Regions from separate parts of the Gossypium hirsutum genome. Here region 1 is linked to region 2. The links are chromatin contacts, called in public Hi-C maps. All regions are on one chromosome and are shown on one strand. Each heading gives the region's core, a stretch centred on a gene start, on an enhancer-like site or on the middle of the called end of the contact. The rest is flanking DNA. Distances are from core to core; before and after follow the strand shown. Region 1 holds the start of LOC107900678 (cyclin-dependent kinase F-4). Region 2 holds the start of LOC107900685.

What was found. Hi-C and Micro-C count contacts between places; a contact is called where the count stands out from the background.
Region 1: a Hi-C map of leaf shows a contact between it and region 2, with 2.4 times the contacts expected there. The contact joins the promoter of LOC107900678 here to the promoter of LOC107900685 in region 2. A contact is called at or near these places in 9 of 34 Hi-C or Micro-C datasets (callus, leaf and petal).

Annotation. Positions count from the first base shown.
Region 1 is chrD08:55,141,427-55,144,126 of Gossypium_hirsutum_v2.1, reverse strand. It overlaps LOC107900678 (cyclin-dependent kinase F-4), which reads right to left and starts at 1,297. Exons shown (of 20, transcript XM_041098426.1): 1 at 1,212-1,297; 2 at 1,064-1,121; 3 at 265-521; 4 at 148-191; 5 at 1-45.
Region 2 is chrD08:54,996,859-54,999,558 of Gossypium_hirsutum_v2.1, reverse strand. It overlaps LOC107900685, which reads left to right and starts at 1,381. Exons shown (of 7, transcript XM_016826368.2): 1 at 1,381-1,766; 2 at 1,875-1,937; 3 at 2,033-2,187; 4 at 2,297-2,422. The coding sequence starts at 1,527.

The DNA of each region.
Region 1 (2,700 bases), core at 48-2,547, 140 kb before region 2:
AATGCTAACGCTTAGTAAGCAACTTCCACTCAATTACTACAAGCCCTGTGATAATAGAAGAGAAAAAAACAAAATATGATAAAGGTTAGGAAAGGAATAGGTCGTTGATGGATTGAGAAAAGATAAATATGAGAATATATAGTGTACCTGGAAGGTGTTTTCTCATGACTGGATGTTGTATCAACAATGCACTGCCAATTGAAACATTCAGAACCTACCTATCATATTCTTTTGTCAAACAGAGAATAAAAAACGCTTACTTACACAAGTGTGCTAAAGATCCAGCACCTATCTTAGAAAACAAAATTCATTGCGGCTCCGTGTTGAGTATTAAGAGGAGACTGGGCACTAAGTGCAATTGACAAAAGAAACCAAAAGAGAATCTCCATGGACAATAAACCGCCAGTCAAGTACTTCTTGGAATAAAAAAACCCGGAAAAGGTTGCAATTTGACCAGAAGCAGGCTTTCTCCATGTCTTGAAAGGAAAGCTAAATCCCTTTAAATCCAAGTCCGGTGCAATCTAACATTAAAATAACATCGATGGAAACTTGAGTCAACAGAGATCCTAATTTAAGCATACGGCATCAAAAAATGCCCAAAAAGTGGAGTAGTATATACATCTTAGAAAGCGAAACCTCATAAAGGAGTAAAGGCTATATCAAATTCAAGCAATATTCAAGCAATAATGCATAACTAGCAGCGAGCAATCATATCATTAAAAAAATTTCAATGCCTGATTATAAATAAAAAGAATTCCTATTCCCTGTATATGAACCAAACAAATAGGATATGAGACAAACACGCCAAATAGAAACAGGAACAGAACATTTTACGAAAAAAAATTACTAAATACTACAGAAATTTCGTGACAAAAATAAAAAGAGCAAAACCTAATAGATTAAATTACCAAAAACGCAAAACAAAAATAACAGACAATAGATCCATTTGAATTGAAAAAAACTCTTAATCTAATCCTAACCAAAAAGAAAACACAGAGCAGAGAAAAGAAGAAATTAAATCGGATGAGATCAGATCCATGTGAAAATAAACGGAATTAGATACCTGGAAACCAACCGGCATAAGCACCGTCGGCGAGGACGGGAAGAGGTGGAATCCAGAGCTTCGAAATTTGTGTGTGTGTCAGAAAAGAATTAGATAAGGAAAAACGATTTGCATGCGTGTTTGGGGGAAAAAATAAAAGGTGGAATACCTAATTTATTGTGATATGTTTGGGTGGGAGAGACTTGAGAATCGGGGAGTCCCTCTCGTGTGAACCAAGAAACCGCTTTATTTTAGCGGTTATTTTTAAGGTGTTATTATTTCCATCCATTTATAGTGACCCGATTGGCCCGGTCGGTCGATCACTTTCAAGCTTTATTCTATTCTTATGTTACGGTGGGTGTCGGATGCCGTCATCATTTTCTAATCTCTTCTTGATTGGGATTTGGGACAACTAACGTCCACGACTCCTACGCCTATTCCTTCTCTTCTTTCCATAATATTAATCAATTTATTTCCGTCTTTTTTTCCTTAACTAATCATCTAATTGTCATTAGGAAATTTCAAATGAAAACTAATACTCTATAATTATAAATACAAAGAAAATTCAAATTTTGACTTTTTAAAAAAAAAAGAAAAGTAAAATTTGTAATAGGTAATATACACCGTTCTTATCATATCTATTCATTTTAATATAATATCTAGAATTATCTATAGTATTTTATAATTCTTAAATAGGAGGACAATACATTTCAACGTACTCGAACTCATATCCTCCTGCACTAACAATATATCAATGTCAATCAAACTAAGACTCAATTCGTTAAATTTAAATTTTAAAATCGACCATATAATAATTAAAATATGTTATAATTTATGGTGTAAGAACCATAAGTGTGAGTGTCTCTGTAATCTATGTTTACTTTTTTAAACAGAAAAAAAATTTAAAATAACTTATTAAATGAAAAATATATATTGTACAAGAAAACATTAATAGCCTAACTTTTTAATCTAATTAATTGATATTAACGTTAAATGCTATCAAAATAGGTGATAAATAAATTAAATTTAAATTAATATTTTTTAAATGTATATATAAAATATCTAAATTTTATAAAAATATATTATATAAATCCGTTAGTTGGTAATTATATTTATAATCTAAATATAATAGGAATTTTTATTTTATTTATTTCTTACCATATTTTATAATCAAATATACAGTAATTAATAATTATTGCATATTTTACACGATCATATTGTAACTTCGAAATAATACGAAAAGGGGTGTACTTCATAACAACAAATAAAAATGTTAATTTATTGCACAAATAATAATACCACTCGTCACAAAAAGAATATTTCACTAGTTAATTGAAAATTTTACTTTAAATAATATATATGATTGTAATCTAAAATCGGTCCACTGACTTGAGTTTAAGTTAAAATTTACTTTAAAATATAAAAAAATAATTATGAAATATTTTTATTACATTGATATTAATAAATAATAATATATGTTTTTGGCGCATATATATAATATCTATACTATTAATAAAGCCTTTAACGGACTTGATTAAGAAACTATGGAAATGTCTTTATGTAATTAAAAAGAATTATATTATTAGACGGTTTTTTAGTCTTTTTATTTTAATAAAAACCAATAAAAATATACATATTATGATATTTAAATTCATGCC
Region 2 (2,700 bases), core at 132-2,631:
TTGCACTTTTTTAAAAAATTAATTAAGCCCCTACGAACTTTTGCACTCAATTGAACTTTTGAACTAACAAAATTGGCTAAATAGACCCATTGACGTGATCGTTAGCAGACGCCACATCAGCACCGTTTGCTAACATGACAATACCACATCATTACTTATCGTTGATGTGATAGTGCCACATTAGAAAAAATAAAAAAATTTTAAAAAATAAAGAATATTTTAAAATTATTTTAAATAATACACAATGAATCTAGACAAATGGTTGTTCAAGTTCATTTGAAAATGGACACCCATATGTCTAGATTCTTTTTAGAATTATAAAAAAAAATTAAAAAAAACTTATAAAATTAAAAAAAATAAAATCTTATTAGAAATTAATTAAAAAATAATTTTTTTATAAAGTTTATAAAAAATAAACTATTAAAAATCACAAAAAAATTAGAAAAAATCATTTATAAATTGTTATAAATTAATTAAAACATAAAATTATATAAAAAATAATTTATTTTTCATAAAGTTTTACAAAAATTATTTTCTCATTTATATTAAATAACTTATATCCAAGTATATCAAACATTGATATTTTTTCTCTCATGTAAACTATTAAAAGTTCTTCTAAAATGTTAGGCCTTATTAATCATCAATGGCTTTTTTAATTAATGATCAATAGCTATACTATAATAAAAATAAGAAAAATATTTTTTTGTAAAATTTTATAAAACATTTAATTCATTTTAATAAGTTTTGTGGTTTTTAATTAATTTCTAACCATTTTGATTAAATATACATTATTAAATTTTTTATAGTTTTTAATAAATTTATTTTTTTATAAATTTGATAAAATTTTATAATTTTTAATTAATTTATAATAATTGTTATAAATGTTCATGATTTTTTTTATAGTTTTTTATGTTTTTTATAATTTCAAAATGAATCTGGACACCAATTTGTCTAAATTCATCGTGAACTTATTTTAAAAAATAATTTTAAGTGTTTTTTATTATTTGAAAATTTTTATTTTTGCACTGCCGTGTCAACCTTTAGTGATGATGTGGAACTGATATGTTAACGGCTAGTGATGATGTGTCACTACCACGTTGGTAAATGGTGATGATGTGGGCGTCTATTAATTGACCATATTATCATTTCCGTTAACAAGTAACTGTCAATATTAGTCGAAGATCTTATTCGATCAATTTTACTAGTTCAAGACTTAACTAGGTGTACAAGGCCTTACTTAAATTTTTTTTGAAAAAATTTGAAGGCCCATTAACCTAAAAGTATTGAACGCTTGAAAAACTACAGCAGGCTTGATTTGATAATTAGAAGGGGAGAGTGGAAAATCATATAATCGATAGGCCCATAAAGAGTGGGTGGGGCAGCCCGATCCGGCAATCCCAAGTCCCGAATCTGGTACTAGATATTAGAAAATTTGGGAATGGAAGTAGAAGAGGACGACGAAATCTGATACTCCTATTTTGGTAATACAACGAATTTATTGAAGGAAGAAAATAGCGAGTGATAGGATGGATGGAATCGGAGAGGAGGGGGGAGGAATAAGGCTGAGAAAGAAGTTCCCCGATGACAACAAGCCTGGCTCTTCCGCCGAAGTTGACTACAAGACAAAAGCCGGCACTGCTTGGAGCCATTCCTATCTCAACCAGAAACCATGGCATCCCCTCTCCTACCCTAACCAACGCCGCAAATGGATCGCTGAGCAGACCCATGCCCAGCGCGTGCGCCGTGCCGACGAAGTCGCTCGCGAGGTTGGTCTTTCTTTTTATTTATTATTCTACCACTCTCTCTCTCTCTCTCTCTCTCTCTCTCTCTCACTTGCCCTAGCACTAAGCATTCTATCTTATACTTTGATGCAGTATGCCCAAGAGCAAGAATTCTTTCGCCAGACGGCTCTAATTTCCAAAAAAGAGAAGGAAAAGGTTTTGAATATGATCCTATCTAAGTGGTTGCCCTTGATTTCTATCTTCATTCTTTTGTGGACTAAATTACCCGAAAACCCTTATTGAATTCCTAGGTGGAGATGATGAAAGCTGTTAGCTTTATGTATGTTCGTCCGCCTGGTTATAATGCTGAAAGTGCCAAAGCGGCCGAGATTGCTGATGAGAGGAAAAAAACTGATCATAACAACGTATCCGATGATCATTCTACCGATGTGCCTTCCACAGCAATGTAATTTTGATTTGAATATAAAACTTTTCATGTGTTTTCCTTGCTTTATTTTAAGCTTATTTTCATATTTGTGAAATGGCTTTCTCAATTTATTAGCTTCATCTTGCAGGCAGCCGGAATCTTTGCCCGGTGGAGTTGCTACTACTAAAGAGAAACGGAAATCAAGACCTAAAGATGTTTTTGGACGTTCTTTACCGACAGAGGAAGAGTTTGAAGTTCTTAAAAATGCTCCACGGTATGTATCAATAGTAGCTTCTGCAATATTAACCAATGGTAAATTGAATATACCTGCATGCACTACCGCACAATCTTGGCTAGTAAACCAAAGAAAATATGATCTACTATGGAGAAAAGCAGACAATTTGATTTGATTTGATTTGATTTGATTTCTATTGCTGAAATAAGCTATTTGATTATTTATTTCCATGGTCACGCTGTGCAAATGAATTTAATTATTGTACTGAGCAATGAAACTGGCTTACTCACATGAGGAAGCTCAAGCTACATCTTTTT